2 separate regions of the Rattus norvegicus genome follow, and region 1 is linked to region 2. The links are chromatin contacts, called in public Hi-C maps. All regions are on one chromosome and are shown on one strand. The core of a region is the stretch at or near the end of the contact, and the rest is flanking DNA. Distances in the headings are between cores, read along the strand shown. Region 1 overlaps Onecut1 (one cut homeobox 1). Region 2 has its middle 210 kb from the start of Onecut1.

The links. Hi-C and Micro-C count contacts between places; a contact is called where the count stands out from the background.
Region 1: a contact with region 2 is called in a Hi-C map of liver, with 6 times the contacts expected there. The contact joins two enhancer-like sites. A contact is called at or near these places in 5 of 12 Hi-C or Micro-C datasets (the A7r5 cell line, hepatocytes, kidney and 1 more).

Annotation. Positions count from the first base shown.
Region 1 is chr8:84,482,651-84,488,673 of GRCr8, reverse strand. All of the region lies in intron 1 of Onecut1 (one cut homeobox 1), which reads right to left. Among named protein-coding and RNA genes, the nearest start is that of Onecut1, 5.4 kb to the right of the region's middle. Within about 2 kb of position 3,868, at least 4 of the 93 cell types and tissues checked have an H3K27ac peak or open chromatin away from gene starts, as enhancers often do. A contact at or near this core is called in hepatocytes and liver, where this site is marked.
Region 2 is chr8:84,271,973-84,278,039 of GRCr8, reverse strand. No RefSeq gene overlaps it. Among named protein-coding and RNA genes, the nearest start is that of Onecut1, 210 kb to the left of the region's middle. Within about 2 kb of position 3,044, at least 2 of the 93 cell types and tissues checked have an H3K27ac peak or open chromatin away from gene starts, as enhancers often do. A contact at or near this core is called in hepatocytes and liver, where this site is marked.

The DNA.
Region 1 (6,023 bases), core at 2,619-5,118, 210 kb before region 2:
GTGTGTGTGTGTGTGTGTGTGTGCGTGCAGTCTTAAATTTGAAGTAACAAACAAGTTTTGGAAGAACAGAGCCAAAGGCATATGAGAACATCAGCCTTGGAAGCACGGGTGGCCTTGGGCCTTTGGGCCTTCCTCCAGGCATGGGTGGGTCCCAGAGGGCCAGGCTTACCCGCAGAGCATATCTAATGAGATGGGCCTTGCCTATCGATAATTGTTTAAGTGAAAACGTGGGTAGAGAGACATGGGCTTCACATCTGTTACCACTCTGGCTGCTTCTTCTTCGGAGGGGATCAATTAAAAGAAATCTCCCTTGTACATCTGAGAAGAAAGAATTGTTTCAAGAGCTTTCCTTGAGAGCCTCGGAGAAAATATTTACTCTATCATGTCAAGGGCTTTTATGATGCACAGACCTTGCTGGATGGATGCTTAAGAGAATGAAGCTCACATTCTGGGTGTATAGATTGTGACCTGAAACTGGCGACAGAAGTTATTGGTGGAGGCTATGTCTGGCTAGAGCCTTTAACTTGGGGAAACTGAGTCCAGAGCACCAGTAAATTCCAGTGGAGTGACCAGAGATAAATTATTTAACCCACTACAGAAAGCATCAGACAAAGTCAAAGTAACTACTACACACCATATAGATTCCCAGACCTCCACGTTCATTAAGATCACCTGGGAGCCTGGGTCGCACCCCATTTGATTAAATCAAAATATCTGGGGTTGCAGCCAGACATTAGCTGTTTAGGTCTTTAAGCGATTTCCATGTGTAGTACGACTTATGAGCCATTGGATAGACAGGGAGAATTAAATGGGAGCGTCCACCACAGCATGGAATAAAGACAATGTAAGCAAACGACTTAAATTCTCCTCTTATTCATCCATATGGCAAGCCTGACAAATTGTCCTCTAGGGTTGGGCTCTGCTCTGCTGTTGTCATATTAAATCAGCACATTAAAAGGACAGAAAATGTTTTAGAAGCTGTTTGTTCCATTGTAACATCTTTGGGAAGAAAGGTCTGTAGATAACAGAACAGTGAGACCCTGATAAATAATTGTTTATTTGTATCAAATAGTCAGAGTGTCACCCTGTCATCTGTCACCTCGGGAAGAAAGTAAGCTTTATCAGAGTGAATATGCTTGTTTTTTTTTTAAATAAAAGCCTGTAAAATGGGTGGTATATGAATGTATGATTGTATACCAAACTCATCTACATTAGAAGTAAGATGTTCCTTCTTATCAGACTGTGAGGCTGCGTTTTCCATGTAGGAATAACGTGGCTCTCTTCTAAGGGTGCACACTCGTCCTGTTCAAATGTCCACACACAGAGAATGATTGGCGATGCATATGGGCTGATGCATATATACTTTTGTATATATTAGAAACGGATGCTATAGCAAGCACAGCTTCATGAGATCCTCTTTCTGTAGCTTCCTCACATTGGGGGCCATTCCATTTTATCAAACTGTGGAAATCTTAGTATTTAAGTGGGCTCTGAAATGAAGCTGGTGATTTCACTTTCCAGCCACTGGGGTTGAGTTACAAAAATGAACGTGTGGCTAAATACTCCAGTGTATGCAGTTTACTGAGAACACTGGGCATTACCGCTTCAAGGGCATGGCCGACACTAACTATGGAAGCTGAGGAGTGAGATGCCTGGGGACCTCCTTCTAAATTACCCACAGCCATTAGAGTTGAATATTTCCTTTTCTTTACAAGAAAACCAAGAATGGATTTTACCGGTATATAAGAACTGTTGTTTGAGAGAACTTTGGGGACCAGCGTGTTTGATTAGCTGAATTTGCCACGGATGTGGGAGATGACGACATCAAACAGCTAGTGTAACAACCTCCTTAAAGACCTCGTAGATTAGAGATGACTATAGATTTTCCCCAGCACGGATCAAAGGGACTGAATTGAACGTTTTAGCTTAATGATCCAACTCCTGTCACACCCACCGGGACGCAAAGTCCGATTTTATATGCTGGTGTGCACGTGCCGTGCCACGTAGGAACAAACCAATCAACACCTGATCTTCGAGGACGGTTTTGATCTTTTCGACGACCCGACAGAGACAGTGTTTATTCCAGGAGGGGCCTCCGGCTCTCCTAAATTTCGGAATATTCGCTATTAGTGTTTCTTTGCTATAGCATGAGATTCTCTGGCGTCTTAGCTGCCTTTTGGGGACAGAGTACAGGATTAGGCTACGAGGCAGCGGGGCTCTGTCCAGGGTCCTGACTCTGGGCCAGGGTTCCAAGCCTGCAGGGTCTGACAGCCCTTTCACTCACCCCATGGGAGGGAAAAACAAAGGCTTCTAAGCTTAAGGCCTGAGGGGTGCCCTCTGACTCACTCAGACCAGTTTGCTGGGAAGCAAGCAAAACAAAGGAACTGTTAATCTGTGCAGACTATTTTGGTCCCAGCCTCCGAGTTCAGATCGCCAGGGTCACCTCTGCACTTATCGCCCCTTTCAGGTAAAATGTCAGCGTAACTCGTGCATGGAATTGAAATATTTACCTTTTCTAGGTAGGTTGGGATTAGGGGTTGGATAGGTTAGAATTCAGGCTGTAATTGGTAGGGAAGGAATCCCATCTCCCTCGATGGAGTTTTTCTTAGGCATCCTCTTCCTCCTCCACAGCCTCTTCCTATCAAAACACTGCTTAGAAAATTTTAGGACAAGGATGCTCTAAAAACAAAGCCTCAGCCAGCCCAACATCTATCTCCTGTTCCCTCGCTAGGCGGCCACTAGGGGTCGTGAGCAGCGTCCTCTGCTCATCCGGGAGCAAAGCCAGTTCTTCTCGCCTCTGTCTGGCTTGCACAGGCAGAAAGCTTCAAAGATAGTCACGTTATAGGTTTTGGATGGCTTCGCTGCTACGACACAGCGGTACTGTCCGTTATATCGTCTGTGTCAGTTGTAAGCAGCTGGGTCTGGAATGACCGCAGTACCCCAGCTCCTGGGCATATGGGGATAGCACTCAGAATTGGGGAAGACAGGATAGGCAGGCAGCTTCTGAACATGCCATGGGGTTTGTTTTTGGTGGGTGTTCTCTCACAGCCACCAGGTCTAAGCAGGCTTAGCTGGCTACAAAAACTACTATCGTTAATTATCACCACAGGCACACTCAAACTCCTGCACCTCCTCTCCTTATGGGTTCACCAACGAAAAATACACAAAGCCAACTATTAACCCACGGAGGGGAGAGATAGATTCTGTGAGGAAAGATGCCTTTCAGAGCCTTCTGGTGACTGTCCCAAGTCCTTTTGACTTCATATCTGGTGTGTGTGTGTGTGTGTGTGTGTGTGTGTGTGTGTGTGTTCCAACTATCCTAATTCACTCTACCATTCATCCCTGGAGGCTTTGGGACTCTCGGCTGCCTCCTGATAACGGGTTATCCCTTAGCCTCGCTGGGAGAAAGCCATTCTAGGCCTTGACCCCAGCCTCCAAGGCGGACACGGTCGGTCGCGCCCTACGGGCCCTTTGTTCAAGCTGCAGCGGGCTAGTAGCAGCTGCACCTCGGGAGAGCCACAGCTCAGGGAGCCAGGAAATCTGTGTGATGGCACCACCTTCTCCTCCCACTCTGTAACCCAGGAGCCTTTCCAGCCTTGGCATCTCTTGTGCCCAGTCCTGGCCTCTTTCTCCCTCTCCACCCAGAATTCTTCAGGAGTTGAACAAATGCTGTTCCTAAGACCCAGCCTAGCATTCCTGCCTGGCTGTCGCTGCAGGGGCAGCACGGGACACTTGAAATGTCACCGGTCGGGATAAATATTAACACAAAAGCAAATGGACGTATGCAGAGCCAGTTATCAATCAACCAGGCCACAAGGCCACTCACAGCAAACATGGCCCAGGTTGGGTTGGGCAAGACTTTCTCAGGGCCACTTCCAGGTAGGATGCCCCCCCCCATCCGCCCTCAGCTTAGATCTTCCTCTAGCACAGAGGAGTAAATACCCGACCACAAGGGGGCGAAGTCCGGGGTGCCGCAGGGCAGGCTGTCTTCCTGCAGGGCTCTGGAGGTCTCTTCACCTCCCACAGGGTCGGCTTGCTCAGCACACAGCCTTGCCTGGGCTGAGGACCCGAGCGGTCACCACCTCCTGGGTGCACAGTGCTACAGTCACATTCACTGGTGGGTGTCTCTTGCAGTCTCTTTCCTTGCTGCCAGCTACTGCCGAAGGGCCGAAGCCTTCTGGAATATTTAATTGGAGTCTAATCTCCTCCTGTCTTGATAGACGCCCACGTCAGAGGCGGGGCACCCAGCTTGGTTTCCCCACCCCACTCGGGACCAGAAACGGTGTGCGCCTGGTCACGCTGCGTTTTAATGAGCAGCAGCAAGCATTACGTTGAGGCAACATATATTGATTTTTAAAAGGTAGTTAATTTGGTGAGAATTTCCTCCAGTCTTTCACCAGCGCTTGTAATTTATACACCAGAAGGCGCCTCCCCAAACACACTGCCACGTGCAGAAAGATTTTTGACCCTCCAGAGAAGCTGCAGTGGAACTCGGAGCACAGAGAGGCAAATGGAGAACCTCTCTTCCACTAAAGAGTAAAGGATTTCAGCAGGCTCTTGTTAGGGGGTTGAGAAAAGACGCTGATTTGCTCTTTGGTGTAGCAGCCAGCAAAGCTGCAATGGCTGGTCCTGCGGAGCAGGCACTAAGTTCCTGCAGTTGCCACACCAAAGCATCAGGCGGGTCAGTCCTAAGCTCCATCACTGAGGCCTGCTAGTCAACCATTTCAAGGCTCAGAGACCGACTTCTCTTAAGAAAGAAAGAAATCAATGAGCAGGGTTGGGTTTTCTTTGGAGGCTCCAAAATAGGCTGTGACTTTTACGGGAGAACGGGATGGCTCTGAGCTTCTGGAGTTAGCATGCCCTCCTCCCCCTGCAGGCTCAGTCCCAATCCTTCTCACTCCTTTATGTTAAACAGACCAAAAAGGGAAAAAAGAAAAGAAAAAGAAAAGAAAGAGGCAGTGCTCTGCGGTGTCTCAGGACATCCTGTGTGCTCTGGTTTCATGTCCACTGCAGCCTCCCATTTTCCACACAGTCTAGGAAAGGGCCACATGCCTGGAGCCCAGAATAACAGAGCTAGCCATCTGGACGTAGGTGTGTAGATAGTAGCCCTATGATGACCTTCTCCGTCCCACGAGCACTTGCTCAGCACCCAATTCGTGCCTTTGTTGTGCAGGTTCTAGGACTTGGTCTTCATTCGCCCAAGCAGTCAACCCCCCCACCCCGCCCAAATCCCTGGCTCAGTTCTCTTATCTGGAGGCCAGTGGGCCTTGCACAGGATAGATAGATTAGGTTTCCAGTACTAGACAACCATCTTGCTACAGGACCTATCGTATCAGTGTGTCCTGCTACGATGTGAGGAGAGATGACTTCAAGAGGGTGCTGTGGATGGTTCTGAAGGTGCGGCCGAAGGGAGAGCAGCAAGGTCAGCTGCCCTCAGGGGTGATGAAGCCAACACTACAAAGAGTGCTACCTAATGGAACCTGGAGGCTAAAGGATGGCATTCAGTCAGTCTAGGTCCCCTGTCTGAACTGAGGCCACACCAGATTCCTGGGGTCACTTGAGAATTGTACAGCAAAGGACTTAGCTATGCCAGAAATTCTGGGCGGTCAGAGGCTGAGGCAGAGCGGCATCCTTGACGGAAGGCCTCTAGAGTCCAGATCCGGGGAAACGCTAGGGTAGCCTCGCAGGCTAGGATCTGAGGCTAGTTCGCACCTACCTCTCCCCAGCTTCTCATTGGCAGGCACCGGGTGGGGGGAGGGGGGCTCGGCCTCATGCTTTGATTTTAGTCTGTGAAACGGCTCAGTGCTCTCGGCTCAGAGCGGATTGACTGTCTTTCATTCTCTAGGGACGAATTAATGGAGAACGATCAGTTAATTAACAAACCCTCATTCCAGCGTTTACCTTTCTCTTCACCAAGATTCAGACCTAGGCGCAGGGCTCAGATGAGGCTGTGTGTGTGGCTTGGGCTGGGGGTTTTGGGGTGGGAGGACGTGGATACTGGAGTCAATCAAGGCGACAACCTC
Region 2 (6,067 bases), core at 1,795-4,294:
TGTGTGTGTGTGTATGTGGTTATGTGGATGAGAGTGTAATGCTTTCACAGGCAAGAAGAGGGCATCAGATTCAGGAGGTAGAGTTACAGGCAGTTGTGAGACACCGGATGGTGCTGGGAACTGAGTCCTCTGAAAGAGCAGTACTGGTGAGTCGTATCTCCAGGGCAAAGTTGCTGAATTTTTGATGCCATCTTTCAACCCTGACACTTTACTAAATTTATTTCTTAGTTTTATTGTCTTTGGTGGAATCTCTAGATTTTTCTATCTACTAAATTATATTTAAAAATGGGAAAAGTTCACTTCTCTCCCTTTCTGTTGTGGATTTTTTCTTTCCCCCAAGTTTTCCGACCAGTTGTACCAGAATGACTCTTCCCATGGTTAGCTTCAGCTGTTAACCTGACACAGCCCAGAGTTATCTGAGAGAGTTCCAAATGATGAATTGTCTTAATTATGATTGATTGGCATAGAGGCATATCTTTGGGGGCATTTTCTTCACTGATAATTGATGCAGGAGGGCCCACTCCACTGTGGGTGGTACCATCCCTAGGCAGGTGCCTGGGTTGTACATTTAAGGTAGCCGAGCAAGGTAGAAGCAGCAAGCCAGTAAGTGGTATTCCCCCATGGCCTCTGCTTAGTGCCTGCTCACACTGCTCGCTGCTTGAGCTCCTGTCCCTGGGCCCCTCGATGATGGACTGTAGCCTCAAAGAGGTGGAACCCCTTTCCACCCCAAGTAGGCGTTCCTCAAGGTGCTTATCACAGCAACAGAAAGCAGACTAGGACCATGTTGGAGAGAAACATTAAAAATGGGACCGTTACATTTTCCCCAGTCTTGGAAAAGCTTTTGACATTCTCTCATTCACTCCAATGTGGATTATGTGCTGTTCATACGAACTTTTACTATGCTTAGCTACCATCGTTCTATATTTACTAAGGTTTTTGTTTTTAATCATAAAGAGCTGTTGAATTGTGAGTGTATTAAGAATGTTTCTATGGGCCACAAATTGGACTTCAATACCCTTTTCTCTGCTCTTCAGTTTTAGCACAGCAAACTAGCTGTTTTTCAACAAACTAGTGTGTCTTTCAAGGTGCAGTTTAGTGGGTTTTCCATTATCAATCAAAATTTTCAGAATCTTCTTCCTCAAACAATCTCATACAATCAGTGCTCTATATATACCCTGAACGCTTTCTCTCTTCTTCCCCTTGGGCTACCTATCGTTTGATGTTTGTTATTCTGGTCCTCTTCTCAGTCCAGGAGCACACTTAGTTCTCTCTCAGGCCCTTTCCTATCCCTCTCCCCAACCTACGTGTTGCTGCATATGGCCTTAGTGACAGATCAGTTCATTGACCGGAATGAACAATACAGGGGTTGCTTCACAATGCTTATGGATCTGCAAGGCCCCAGATAGGAGGCTCTATGATTGAAAAATCAGACGACCTTACCGGTAAAATGTTAAGGGACTGAGGAAGTGGATGGGCATGCAAACATTATTTAAATTATCTCATGGAGAAAATAAGCAGATCAACCCACCAAGCCAACTGGGAGCTTCTCATCCTTAGTTGGCCATAAAAATCACACCACGGTTAATTTCTGAAAATGTTTTCAGTGTTTACAGCTTAAAAAAAAACTTTTTCTCTCTTTCTCCTTCCCTCTCTTCTTTCAGATGATACTCACATTAAAAATCCATTCAGACTAGTCTTTCTTTTTATGAATTTTAAATTTTATTTTTATTAACATTATTTTTGAAAATTTCATATACTCTACAGCCTATCTTGGCCATATCTATCATCCACTCCTCTTTCTCCAGCTCCCTATATACCTTCCAATTCCTCCCAATTTAATGTCCTAATAAAAATATACCCACTAAGTCCAGTTACCCCTGCTCAAATGAACATGTGTGTGGGGTCAGCCGCTGGGTCCAGATGCCCTATCCAGGAGCTGAGCATGGGAGCTAATGACAGCCGAACAGCTACTGGGCGACGCATTGCCTCTGAGCTGCTCCTTCCCAGCTCTTGGGTCCTCCTTGGACGCAGAGAAATACAGCGAATTGGATATTAAACACAAGTAACGGAGAACAAAATGGAAAGCGCTAACTGGCCTCATCTCTCTGGGAGGAAATTTTATTTAATCTGTTTCCTGTGACTGAGTCAGTATTTCTCCTTCTCTCCCTAACCAACAGAGATTTACAAGCTCTACATGAGCTTCATTGCAAATGGAGCTCAGCCGTGCACTCCAAGGCTCTGCTTCCTGCTTTCCAGGCACAGGAGGGCATTTTCCAGCCAAGGATCACATGGAGAGACAGAGAGATGTCAATCACTCTGTAAACCCTCCACCCATGTCTCTTTCTTTCCTTCCACATTCTCAGCACACAAAAAACCCTCTTATTGTGCTGAGTACTCCCATTTGGAGGGACTCACGCACTTCTGTGGACCAACTGAAGGTGAAATCTTGCCAGTGTCCAAGGACCTGGCAAGTCCTTGGGCCCCAGAGTTCTGGATAAAAGGTGTTTGTGGTCAGAGAAGGATGTCCTACACCCAGTTTCACTATTCTTCTTTTGTCAGGTTTGCATCTATTTGGAAGAATGAAGCACTATTTTCTTCATAAAAATCTACCTAAACTCCTGGTGTATCAGGATATTCATATGAACTATATATGTTTAGGAACTCTTGGTGAAGTTTCTTTTAGTTAATACCTTAGGTTAGCATAGAGTAATGGATTTCGCCATGATATTTTCTTACATAGACTGTGTTCTCTTAGCAAGCATTCTTCTCACCCACTGTCCTTCCTGTGTTCCCTATCTCCCTGCTCTACCTGGTTTCTTCTCTTTCTGTGAAAAGTTCCCCATCTTGCTTTCCTAGCACATGGATTAATCATTGGACAAGTTCTAGGTAGTTAAACTGACCAGCTGATGTAAAAATCTCTAACCAAGTTGCTTCATATTTGTGGATATGGTCTTTTGAAGGTAGCTCACTTGTGTTTTATAATGATTAGATCCTGAAACAGGTAAGTGACAGGCTTGAGTTGCAACATTGAAGTCAGCATTGAAACTGGTCCATTAATTGACACCCTGCTCATTGCAACAGCTCAGAGCCGCAAGACTGACCACAGTCTGCCTAACTCAGCTGGACCAGATTCTGGAAGCTTCAGTGGTTGTTCCCTGAGCCTTAAGGGAAGTTCCAACCATTGAGTTCCACACTGGCTTTGTTTGTTGTACAATAATTACCAGCAAAGAAAATCCAGTCCACCTGTGTTCCTTTGCTGCACTCTGTTCAAGGTTACAACTTGCCCAAAGGCAAAAAACAGATCAACTAAACCAAACCAAATCAGACCTGATCAAACCAAAGTAAACCAAATCAGCACAACTGAACCAATTAAACTGAACCAAATCAAACCACTGCAGACCCTAGCAAAACAACCAACTCAGATCAGGTCAAACAAAACTTAAACTGGTGTAAGGACTCTGGGGAAGCACCAAGACTCGGTCTAGTGGTTAACCTCTTCTGGGCATGAGGGAATAGCATGTTGTGATACAGACCAACCCGAAGTCTAACATATTCTTCCAGCTTTGTGAATCTGCTGTATCCTTTACTTACTCTATCCATGACCCCCACACCCAGGACACTTTGCTGTTCCGAAGAAGGGCAGAACTCCATTGGTCTTATCAAGTTTTTGCTGCAGTCTGACAGCCTTTGACCAGTTATGTCCTGCTTTCTTTTTCCAGGTAGTGGTGTTGGGAAATGAAACACAACATGGAAGGAACAGCACCAGATCCTGAATGGGACACATGCTGCGTAACACTTGGTTTTGATTTAGTGGATTGGAAGCTGCCCAGAGCCCGTGCTCTTTGCTTAGCATATGTGGGGAACAGGTCAACACTGCTTAACTAACAAATTAATTCAAGTGCTTCCTCTCAAGTTTGGCATTTGGACTCTAATTCATGGAAAACATTGACGTTTGCTTTCTGGTGAAGAGGGTGGTACCTTAGACTTTGGGCCACTTTTGGATGATGTAGTCATGAGATGCCTGGAGCAGGCTCATCGTCATAAAGGTGCACAGGGAGCAAATGATGTCTAGTATTGATTTAACCTCGGTGAAGCGTGCCTAGCTCCAAACTTTACTCCTGGTAGAACATCTGGATGTACTGTTCAGTCATGTTTTCTCTTGTGGCCCAGCTCCCACATGCCTGCAGGTCAATAGGCTTGCCAGCCTGGACTCCTATTACACCCTTATGGTGGCCTGTGCCATTGGCCAGAACTCTCTCAGAAGAGCAGCTTACTATCAGCTGGTGGAGCTGTGCTGCCATAAAGGACTGCAATGTCTCCATTGGCACCACAGGACAGCAAGTTTGAATGGCCAGAGAAATAAAATAATTATTACTCCTGAAAGAGAAGTCAGAGAAGGAACTGAGCAATGCCAGGTGTCTTGTCCATTCAGCCACCTTACAACATTACTCTTCATGGTTCATGAATTTGAAGTGGTTTTTAAAATTTATTTTTATTGTATTTAACTGAAAGGTAATAATTATGTCCACTTATCTGATGCATGTGCTGTTTTGATCTACATATTCATCAAGAAACACTTGACTGGAATAATTATCATATCTATCACCTTCATAGCTTGACAGTTTTTGTGATAACAACATTATTATAAGAATAAATATATTCTTGGTCTGGAGATGGAGCTCAGTGGGACAGTTCTTGTTTAGTACACACAAGGCTTAGGATTCAATCTCTAGGCCATAAAATGAAAGTATTTAGTCTTTATCACAGTCTCATTAACTGTGGGCATTGTGCAGCACAATGGGCTATTAAAAATATTTTCTTCAGACCTAACTGCACAACATTGGTGAAAGAAAAGGAAGAAGACAATAAATTGAAATATGTTCTCTATTTATGGATTGAACAGATTAATAAAAGAGTGTACACACTACCAAAGTGAGCTACAAATTCAATACGATCCCTAGTATCTCAAAATTTCAATGATGAAATAGAAATTTACATGAAATGATAAAATGCCCAAATATTCAAAACAATTATGCTTCCAGATAGCAAAATATATTATAAACTTGTTGTAAACAAGATAATATGGTGTTGGTAAAAACCAGATACACTACTAACCAGCTGAACAGAAGAGAAACTTATAAATAAACTCAAACATGTATGGTTAGTTTGAGTTTTGACAAAGGGCTGGGGCACACAATGAGAACGGACAGCATCTTTAGCAGGTAGTGTTAAGGAAAGTGGACATCTACACACAGAAGAATGAAATTGGATCTTCATCTTATGCAATGAGAGGAACTGACTCAAAGTGGGTAAGAGATTTACTCATGACACAAACATAAGAGGGCAGGATGAAATGGGATCTGTTTTAGTTGCTCTGGGCAATGATCTCTTGACTAGGTCTCTCCAAGCAGAAGAATAGTTAGTATATTTCAAGCAACACAACATTATAAAATAAAATTTAGTGTATTTATGAGTGTGTGTGTGTGTGTGTGTGTGTGTGTGTGTGTGCGCACATGTTTGTGCAACTGAGTGCAGGGGCCATGGTGGTCAGAAGAGGTTGTTAGAGCCCTTGGAGGTAGAGTTACAGGTGAGCCACCAAACATGGTGTTAAGATACAAACTCTGGTCTTAATTATTAAGTAGCAAATTGCCTTGTTTGATGAGCCATCTCTCCATCCCACAACATAATATTGGGAAATACAGTTTTGAAGAAAATGTGACCTGGGTACTCCATGTCTGGATCAATGCAATGCTTTCTTTGTGGCATCAAAGCTCTGTCAGATTTCTAGAAGGGGGAACATGATTCCTTTCTCTGAAAACTCTCAAGGTAGTGAGGGCCCATTGGATACAACTGTGTGACTTGTGGATCCCACCAGAGATGGCCTGGAAATGACTCCTGCTGAGATCCCTGTTGATGACTGAGGTCTGCTCATAGGCAAGCCAACTGCCCTTCGGGTGGCTTTTATTAATGTAGCTCATACCCAGTGGCTGTGTGGCTGTTTCTAAGGGTTTTGTGCCTCTGTCTCTCATGTCAAAGAAGGAATGTCCTTTGGTGGTGGCTCTGAAGA